Linked DNA regions of Mus musculus: region 2 is linked to region 1. The links are chromatin contacts, called in public Hi-C maps. All regions are on one chromosome and are shown on one strand. The core of a region is the stretch at or near the end of the contact, and the rest is flanking DNA. Distances in the headings are between cores, read along the strand shown.

What was found. Hi-C and Micro-C count contacts between places; a contact is called where the count stands out from the background.
Region 2: a Hi-C map of bone marrow-derived macrophages shows a contact between it and region 1, with 55 read pairs. The contact joins two enhancer-like sites. A contact is called at or near these places in 5 of 15 datasets of contacts at CTCF or cohesin (CD8 T cells, the NIH/3T3 cell line, embryonic stem cells and 1 more), 55 of 484 Hi-C or Micro-C datasets (the 4T1 cell line, 8-cell embryo, the AML12 cell line and 31 more), 16 of 115 datasets of contacts at active chromatin or transcription factors (the HPC-7 cell line, the NIH/3T3 cell line, bone marrow-derived dendritic cells and 11 more) and 4 of 9 other capture datasets (adipose tissue, bone marrow-derived macrophages, embryonic stem cells and 1 more).

Annotation. Positions count from the first base shown.
Region 1 is chr14:63,074,359-63,079,377 of GRCm38.p6, forward strand. Gm35908 (a long non-coding RNA gene) reads left to right here. Exons shown (of 4, transcript XR_874690.2): 3 at 1,402-1,510; 4 at 1,986-3,017. Among named protein-coding and RNA genes, the nearest start is that of Gm35908, 6.1 kb to the left of the region's middle. Within about 2 kb of position 2,098, at least 53 of the 459 cell types and tissues checked have an H3K27ac peak or open chromatin away from gene starts, as enhancers often do. A contact at or near this core is called in Kupffer cells and bone marrow-derived macrophages, where this site is marked.
Region 2 is chr14:63,142,537-63,147,555 of GRCm38.p6, forward strand. It overlaps Ctsb (cathepsin B), which reads left to right. Exons shown (of 10, transcript NM_007798.3): 10 at 1-3,387. It overlaps Fdft1 (farnesyl diphosphate farnesyl transferase 1), which reads right to left. Exons shown (of 8, transcript NM_001360211.1): 8 at 2,614-4,432. The coding sequence ends at 4,214. Among named protein-coding and RNA genes, the nearest start is that of Gm51283, 5.3 kb to the right of the region's middle. Within about 2 kb of position 3,110, at least 9 of the 459 cell types and tissues checked have an H3K27ac peak or open chromatin away from gene starts, as enhancers often do. A contact at or near this core is called in Kupffer cells and bone marrow-derived macrophages, where this site is marked.

The DNA of each region.
Region 1 (5,019 bases), core at 848-3,347:
ATGAAATTGTCAAAGAATTTTTTTTAAAGTGTTTTCTCAGCAAAAAAGCATGGGCAGTCCCTTCAGCCTGTGAGAGCCAGAGTCCTGCAGGGAAGAGTAATGTGGGCTAGACTTGAAGAACACATAAGGACTCGTGCTTCTAGAAGCTCAGTGATTAGAGGTAGAAAACAACTGTCTTCAAAGATAATCAACATATAGGATCCTTGACATCTAGAGCAACTAACTCTTATCTCCCTTTTTCATGTGTGTGTGTGTGTGTGTGTCTGTGTGTGTGTGTATGTGTATGTCTGTGGTTATGTCTGTGTAGGTCTCTCTTTCTCTCTCTTCTCTCTCTCTCTCTCTCTCTCTCTCTCTCTCTCTCTCTCTGTGTGTGTGTGTGTGTGTGTGTGTGTGTGTGTATGTGTGTGTGTGTGTATGTGGTTATGTTTGTGTAGGTGTGTGTGTATTTCATAGGAAGGAGTCTTTATTCTAGACGTATGTATCCATTGAAAATTGAGTAGTCTCCTGGACAGGCACTTTTGGGTGGGTTGTCAGGAACGAGGAGCGATTGCTTCTAAGCCCGGAGTTCTTCCCTTGTGGAGTTAGCAACCGATTCTTACTTTTCCTGCAAGCTCTTTTGTATGGAAGTAGATCCACATCACCTTTACAGTTAGGAGTTGTGGAGGTGATGAGCAGATCTCATCCCCACTGTTTGGTCGGAACCCTTGCTTATCTCCTGTACAAACTAAGACACCCTGTTTGCTCTTCTTCACCCAAGGAAAGCCTGCAAGGGAAACAACTCAGGCTTAGAAGCCATCTCTCCTCCTTTCTGACCACCCACCTAAAAGTGGCCGCCCAGGGGCTGTTTTTGTCCATGGTGTGCCTCGCTGGTGGAGATGAAGGCAGAGGTGTCAGGAAAGTGCCTCGCTGGCACGCCATCACTCCTCGAGTAAACTCTATGAAATCCTCTTGCTTTAGGCCAGGTGTGTGGCTTCACTGACCTCCGCCTGTGGGATCAGTGAGCCCACAGGAGAGCTGACTCCTAATAAACCTGCCTTTATCTATTTTTAATCTGTTCTAATCTGTCGCAGAGGGAGAGAAAGGGTCTATCACTCATCCTTCAGAAGTGCATGTGGGTTTCAGGATGAGTAGCTGATGAAATGTTTCTGGGTCAAAGGCGTATGTGTTCTGCATTGTGAAGATGAGGAACATGGAAGTATTTGGGGGACAGGAGAGTCCTCCTCCGTAGATGCAGGATAGTTTGGGTTAAGATGGAAAGATGAAACTTGGCCTTGGAGTCAAAAGGCAGGAGAGGCTTTGGGTCCCTAATCTACAAGCTCAGCAGGGGCGGGGCTTCAAAGCAGGCCCTGAGTGAGGAGGCTTTGCTTTCAACATGGACTCCCACCCTATCTCTTTCCACAGATGGCAAGATGGTCAGGATAAGCACATGGAATCTAGCCCAAAGTCGTCTGGCCGTGGGTCAGTCTGGGCCTAGAGGACCCAGGAGTCCAGACACCTGGAGTTTGGAGAGGTATAGTTTCCGGAATTGGTGTGTGGGCAGGGGGTGTGGAGTGCAGACAGCAAGGAGGGGCTGATGAAGAAGAATGAGGTGGAGTCGCGGGAGGAGATGAAGGCAGAGGTGTCAGGAAAGTGCAGATGCAGCAGGCACAATCGCGGGTGGAGGAGCAGGTAGCACCGAGCTCAGGTGATGGGCAGGTGGGGGTGGGGTGAGATATGGAAACCAGGCACCTGTGCCGCGGGAATGTGCTGCAGGTCCATACAAACTTAGGGTCATTAGACTATGGTATGAGAGAGTTTCTTAAGTTCCCTATCTACAGACCCCATTCCTTCAGAGACAGGAAAGGAGAAACACCAAAGTCACAGCGGAAAAAGTCAGGGAGGTCTGTATTGGCGTGTTCTAGCAGGAACACTGGCATCCCTGTGAGGAGACTGCTCCTCCTGGATGGATCCTATTCGCTCCAGATAATTGACTGTTCTTCCACCAGGTAAGCCACTTGGTGGCGCTGTGAGCATGAAAAGCGGGCTCTGTAGCCAATAAGCCTTTTGCAAGACTGGAGGTGTGACTTGGAGACTGTCTAAGGGGCAATGTAAAAAGCTCAGCCTACATCCGGACCCCGGCTGGAAACAAATACGGACATAGAGAGGTCCTGCGAGACACCAGGAGGCAGACAAGGCAGGGATGACGACTGTCTGTCTTGTGACCAGGAAACGGGGTTATGAGACCTATTCAGCTTTCTTTGACTCCGCGCTGTTTGGTTAGGAAAGGGCATATGTGTGCAGAGAACAAACAATACAGGGGAAGGGAGTCTACAGAGAGCTGCTGAACTCTAGCTGCCCCCAACAGACCTCCGGTAAAGGAAAAGGAAGACGCGAAAAGTGACCCACAGCTGGGAAACCTACAGGTCAAAACTCGGAGTAGGGCCTGGGGCAGGATGGGGGTGGAGGTGGAGGTGGGAGTGGAACACACCTTAAAATCCCAGCACTAGGAAGGCAGAGGCAGTCTGATCTTCATGAGTTCAAGTCTATCCTAGGCCATAGGGCAAGTTCCAGAACAGCCAGAGCTACACAGAGAAACCCAGTCTTGAAACAAACAAACAAACAAATAACAACAACAACAACAATAAAATAGAGCCTGTTAGGAAGGGCTGAGGACAAGGCCTTGATTGAGCATAGCTGTTCTCCAACTTCTCAGAACCCCGTGCCTGATAACTGTGTCATAGTAGGGTGACAATGAATGACAATAATAGACCATAGGTTTCAAAAAGGTGAGAAACAAGGTTACACAGGGTCTCTCTGTGTAGCCTTGGAACTCACTATGTACACCCAGGCTGGCCTCAAACTCAGAGACTGCTTCCGCCTCCCGAGCTCTGAGATTAGAGGTGTGCACCACCACACCCTGCCTAAGGGCTGGAGTTAGGTCCCTTGCCCAGCACTGAAGAGTTGTCAAGCCCCAGTCAGATGGCTCTCAGCCATCTGCAACTCCAACGCCAGGGGTATCTGATGCCCCCTTCTGGCCTCCTTGGGAACTGCATTCACAGAGCAGCATAAAATATATTTAAAAATTGGTATCTCTGAGAGAGAGAGAGAGATGGAGTTTGGTCGAGTGGGTGGGTAGGTAGCTGGCCAGGGACACCCAGGGAATCTTATCTCCACCTTCCCGGACTGGGGTTACAATCACCACCATCACACTCAGCTTTTCCACTTGAGTCCTGGGGATCAAACTCAAATCTTCATGTCTATGCAACATCCTCACTTCACCTACTGAACTATCTCCGCAGCCCTAGTTAAAATTATTAACTGGTACATAAAGGCATACAATTGTGCATGTTAAGGAAATAATGTGTGATATTTTGATATGTATACACATTCCACAGTGTTTAAATCACATTAAACATGTTTTCTCAAAAATTATTTTTATTTTAAAATTTTTCTTTTCCTAAGACACCCCGCCCCAAACAAACCAAAATCATCTGTGTTTACACTAATCCTTTCCAATGTTCACACTATTGATGACGAAAATCCCCTAGTGCAACTTTTTTTTTTTTTTTGGTTTTTCGAGACAGGGTTTCTCTGTGTAGCCCTGGCTGTCCTGGCACTCACTTTGTAGACCAGGCTGGCCTCAAACTCAGAAATCCGCCTGCCTCTACCTCCCGAGTGCTAGGATTAAAGGCATGCGCCACCACGCCCTGCTCTAGTGCAACTTTTATTACAAACTCAAGGAGTTTGGGTGTGGAGACCCATGCTCCTAATCTCAGTGGTAGAGAGACAAAAGCAAGAAGATCAGGAGATCAGGGCCACCCTTGGCTACACAGCAAGTTCAAGGCCCACCTGGGCTACGTTTGATCTTGTCCCAAAGAATCAAACAACAAAGCAAAAACAGAAAGAGATCAGGGAGGTTGAGGGTGTGTTGCTCGGTGGCGGAGGCTGCCTGTCGTTGTGAGGCCTTTAGTTTGATCCCCAAAACCACAGAATAGAAGAAGTGGGGGAGGGGGGGAGGACTTTCATCAGGAAAGCCTAAGAGCTACGTTGTTGCTTTCTGCTATGAAACAGCTATCTCTCTGTGTTGAGTGCTTTTCTTTTTCTCAACCAACACTGCCATTGCACATTGCTGGGGAGCACGGGAGCACTGCATCACACCCAGGATTGTCTTCAATGACCCTGCCTCCTGATGTCACGCCTCTGTCGCAAGCAGCTGTCTGCAAAACTGGTCTCAGAAATGATGGTCTGATTTCTCAGACAAGGTCATAAAGACTGTCCTGCTTTCACTGTGGGGAAGTCAGCCACCGTGTGGTGGGGAGCACTCCAGCAATCCCGATGGGGAGAAGCTGAGGACCCCTCACCAGCAGCCAGCACCAGCTTGCCAGCCATGCAGCGAGCCACCTTGGAAGTAGATCTCCAGCCTCAGTTGGACCTTTTGGGAACTGATGCTCCCACAGGACAGGCAGTATGATGGAATTCCTGGAACCCTGAGCCACAGCAGCCTTACCCCTCTTTCCTCACCCCCTCCCCTGCCCCCTCCTCCACACTACACTCTCTCGGGTTCCAGATGTTCTAGAACCACCCCATCGCTGTTCCAGGTTAAATAGAAAATCTCCTCCACAGGCTCATGGATTTGAAAATGGGCTCTACCTGACAGCCCTGTTCTCCAAGGCTGTGGAAACTTCTGGACACAGGGCTGTCTAGTCTCATTTGCAGCATGTATAGTTTCTGCTTTCTGGTTCAGCTCGACTTGAGTAGCTCAGCCGCAGGCTCCGCCCTCTTAAACCATCCCCCATGGACCTCAGTCCCCAAAGCCATGAGCCTTGAGTTGCTTCTGTGGGTTATTTTGTCATTGCCATGAGAAAAGTATCCAATGCAGTCGTAAGTGAGTTGTTGCTCAGCAAAACAATTCAGTAGAAGCGCCTGCCGAGTAGCCTGAGAACTAGAGTTCCGATTTCCCAAGTAAAAGCTGTGGGGGCTCCCTGCTTGGTGGCACACACCTTTAATTCCAGCATTCGGGAAGCAGAGGCAGGTGGATCT
Region 2 (5,019 bases), core at 1,860-4,359, 69 kb after region 1:
CCATCCCACGACAGTGATCACAGTCTGCATCCTAGCCTCTCCCTAGACTAGTGCGGTTTGTAGTGCCTGCTGTTGTGGCTCTGCCTGCCATACCTCCCACCCCCATCCCCATCCCAGCATCCGAGGACCCAAGGGCTTTGACTGCAGGACTTCCAAAAGAACGAACACTTCACGAGAGGACAAATGCCACCTCTCAGCTGCATCTTGAAGCTGGTCACTTCTGGGTCTGTGGCAGGCATTCGTCAATGGCCCAGTGCAGTTCTCTGGAGAAAGCTACCTTTTCCCAAGGCATCTGCATCCATCGACATTGGTAATGTGGCCAGCTCTCCTTGGTCCTGTCCTCAGCCGATGCTTTTTCAATAGGATTTTTATGCTTTGTGTACCTCAACCAAGTATGAAGAGCTGTACTGGTTTTATAGATCACCCCCAATTGTATGGCTTAAAACAAGCTACATGGTCATGGTTTGCTGTGTGACCGACAGATAACCACAATGAAACTAGTCTGGAAAAAAAAACTTGCTTTTTGTTGTAGTTACCACTTAACCCTGTAGTTTAACAAGGAATGTCTGTGCCAATAAACCAATTCTCCCTCTGCTTGACATTGGCAGGGTGCACGGTTCTGTGCTGCAGTTTCAAGGCTTTTGTCTCTCCCCCTGGTTTCCTGTCACCCTCAGAAATGGTTCTCAAAACCGTACCTGTAACTGCTCACACCTCGGAGCACTTCCTCCTGCTTAGAGATAAGGGAGCTACACTTGTTTAATTAACCAAGGCGGGCACTCACATACATATGACCCGGACTGCCATCTTCTTAGAGGTCATTTCCCTGGAGTGGGGGCCAAAGCTTGCGCACCATGTTTAAGTTTTCTGGGTTACTGGATTTCATGGATTTTACAAAAATCATAGTGAAGTACAGTTCAAAGGGAACAGGGAGCCTCACTCATCAGCGTTGTCCTATGGATCTGTTACTTCCTGCTAAGTGAGAGGGAGGGGCTGGTTTCTCTGGAAGCCCGCCTTCCCATGTCGGCAATCAGAACTATATCAAAGAAGCTCTGGATGCCTGGCGAGTGCTAGAAGTGTAACTCGGTTTGAGGCAACCTGGCTTGGGTACTGGGGCTTTAGTACTGCAAGACAGTTCCACCGGTCTCAACTACACCCAATAGTTCCCTCCTACACTTCCTTTCTTGCCTCACCACATGCCCACCTGCAACTCCCTCCCTACCTCGCATAGCCAGTGAAGATGAGCTAAATTAAGAGAAGAGGACCCTGAACATCCTCTGATGGAGCCCAGGAAACCCGTTTTGTTATCGTATGCTTGGGGGTGGCTCTAGATGTCTTCCATAACCAGATTCTCCTGTGGGTGGTTTCCTGTGCTCAAGTCAAGAGCTGTCTTCCTTGGGTACATGAAATGGATACTCAGGAGACAGAGGCAAGCCGATCTCTGGGAGTTTGAGGCCAGACTGGTCTACAATAGACCTTGAAGCTAGGAGCATTTCCTTTTCAGCCTGCCCACAGGGCCTTTTGATGATTCTGTGTTTACACATCCCTACCTTTCTACACATTAGACTAGAACACGCCGTTGTGTGTTCTTTGTGTGGTCCTCAAACCTGAGCCAGTATGAGTGCCAGGCCTTTGAATAGTCGTTTGTAGCCCGACTAGGTCATTTCAGATAGATTTGGGCGATGGCCTTCAAACAGGGCCTATGACAGACAGCATTCATGCTGCCCAGGAACTCATTAGGTAACATGCCAGATCAACTTGGTCAGAAGTCTTGTTCCAGATCCATTAGAATACAGAACTAGCCTTAGCGCTCTCACTTCCACTACCACAGAGCCTGGGAAACTCAACAGCAGGGGGAACGCCTTCAAAGGGCTGTCCCAGACAGGATTTGCAAATAACCAGAGGAAGGTAGCAAGCACATCTTTCTAATAATTATGTCTGGATATGGGTGGGCCTCTGAGAAAGCACACAGATGGTGTAAATTATATTGAGAGTCAAAAGCAGGCTAGGGATGTCTCCATGGTAGAGTGTTTGTCCAGCATATTGTCCAAGCAAGACCCTTGGTTCAGTGCCCAGCAACACAATAACAGGAGAAAGAGGTGTGTCATATGTAGACAGTATGTATAATGTCCGACTAAATGTATTTCTAGATAATGGCTTTATAGAAATGCACCATGCTAAATATCTGAATATAAAGAAAACTATCTGAAATTCAAGTGGAACTTGGGGTCTTATTTGCTAAGGGAAATAAGTTTCAGGGGGTTAGAGTCTGTCCCCCCTACCCCTTTATATTTATTCATGCAGTTTATGAGTACTCTGTCTTCATGCACATCAGAAGGAATCAGATCTCATTATAGATGGTAGTGAGCCACTATGGGGTTGCTGGGAATTGAACTTAGGACCTCTGGAAGAACACTCAGGTGCTGAGCCATCTCTCCAGCCTCCAGGTTTTGATGTTAGAGACAGTGTCTTATGTAGTCCAGGCCCACCTCCACAACTGAGGAGGATCTTAAAATCCAACTCCTCCCTTCCTCCCTCCCTCCCTCCACCTCCCACATGCTGGGATTACTGGTAAGAGTTGTAGCTTCCAGAAAGGATGAACATTAAAACCTTCGGTTTCAGCGGGGTGGTATTTGTTCAAGGCTTAGAGCAAGTGACCAATGAAGTCTCCATGCCCCAGTAATCCAGCAAGGAATCTGTGCTTACAAAGTTGAATGGACCACTGAACTGGCCGAGGCACCTCAGTGATGAAGTCAACATACGCAGCAGGCTTAAGAGGGGAGCAGACTATGCTCTACATGTCTCTGTGGTCTGAGCGTACCCCAAAGGGTCATATACAGGTTCACAAAATGACAGGTAGCTGAGGCACTGTTCTCAAAAGGGCTCAATGCTAGTCTTCCAGAGTTAGGGCTCCAGAGACCAAGCTCTGTGGACAACAGTGGGGTGGCTCGTGCCTATAACTCGTACATTCAGAAGGCTGAGGCAGTGGGATCACCATTAAATTCAAGGCTACATAGACTTGCAGGCCAACCTGAGCTACAGTTACAGTGTACAAGTGTCAGCATGCCAGGGCGTCGACTCCTGCTTCCTGTCACGTGCTCTCTCCTGCATGTCCTCTCTCTACTGTAGTGTCATTTCTCACAAGGCCGTCCAAGGGCTAAAGATGGGGCCCCCCTCATCTTGTACTTTCATCCTCCTAAGCTGTTACATAAACAATCCTCTTTCCTTGGTAAAGCAGTTGGCCTCAGGTATCTTGTCCTACAGTCAGAGTGGTTGCCTAGAGCCTCTCCACCGCTCAAACACTGGTTTTCAGATACACAGGGTGTCAGAGGCCACCATGACAATGTAGCCAACTAACCACGCTGCAATTAAAAACCTACCAATATAGAACTGGTTTTCCTGTCATCATTTGTCTTTTGAGACTTCAAGAAAAACCAAAGCAAATGACTGTAGAGGAGACTGGAGGGAGGGGCAAACAGCAGTGGCAGGCTAAAGCAGAGAGGTGACCGCACTGCCTGCTTTCCTTACCCTCATCAGCAACACTCTTGCTGTGGTGATGGAGGACCCAGTCCTGAGATCACTAGGCCATCTTTCTGGGCTTTCAGGTGAGCTGCACCGGACAAACTCAGTCCTTACAAGGGATGTGAGCATGTTACTGTGTGCATTCATTCTATGCTATTACAAAAAAATCTCAACATCAAAAGCCTTTCCTGGAGGACGCGCTGACAAGTGGCCAACGGCACCGATGGGGGCTTAAGCTCCCCCTGGGTGAGAAGGCCAAGCCTGCAGTCTCGGGAGCTCACAGCATCGCGCAGAACAACACGGATTAACACTTCCACTGTCAAACTCATGAGAAAGACAAGGACCAGTTGCTTTCATTTTCTATTGTCATAGGTATTCAAAGGCTGTTTCAAATTAAATAAATCCAATCAGCATTCTAGCCAGGTTCACTAGGCTCTTGTGACCATCACACGTGGCCTCACAAGTGCAGCAGTCGGCACGCTGCCAGTGGCTACAAGAGGCAGAGGAACCAAGTCCCAGCCAGCACCAGGCTGCTGAGGGCAAGGCATCCTTTCCTCTGCCCAGTTCCTAAAGGTCCCACACTCAGTTCTCCCAAAGATTTTAGAGTAGGAGGAAAAACAAGGGAAGTCAAAATCCAGCTGGAGGAAAAGGAAAAACCCACTCCACGGGAACTTCCACTTCCGGCTAAACAAAATCAGTGTTCTCTCTGGACATAGTCTTCTGTGACCTGGGACAGGGTGCTCAGGTACTGCCAGCTCAGGGCAGCCAAGAGCATGATAAATGACAGGTAAATGGGGGAGTAGTGGCTTCGGGAGATGAGCTGGCAGTTGGGAAGGTTCTGTGTCCTGATCTTGGAGATGACCTGCTTGGTTTTGCTTGATGATGGGTCTGAGTTGGGGATCCGGTGATAAATCTGTTAAGGAAAGAAGAAAGGCTACTTAGCGCTGCCTCCAGTACTTTATAGACATTTCTCATGGTTTCCTCTAACAATTCTCAACAGGTAGGTGGCTTTAGGTCATGTCACCAAGGACAAAACAGGTTCTAAGAACGGGAGTCACTTGCTACTCTAGGATAAGGCTGAAGCACCACCTAGGCCCAGCGAGCAAGGAAGAACAGTGCACTGCACAAGCCTCACCAAGGAGCCACTAAGTGCCTGGAGAGCAGCCGCCCCCGCACGGCTTCAGATGCCAGGTACTTCACAGTGGCGGGCATGAAGTGGTGCCCTGTGTGTGTTGGCATGATTTAGTCAGGTTGACCAAAAAGCATGTGTTAGATGGGGAAAGACTCCAGCCTCCAATGGAGAAAGAGCTCAGCAGTTAAGAATCTGTTCACATCACCCATATGGAGGCTCACATCTGAAACTCCAGTCCCAGAGGATCCACCACCCACTTCCTGTCTCTACAGGCACTGCTCACACATAGTACACAGATATACATGTAAGCAAAACACCCATGTGCATAAAGGAAAAAATAAGTCCATCTTTGTAAATAGGACTGGGGC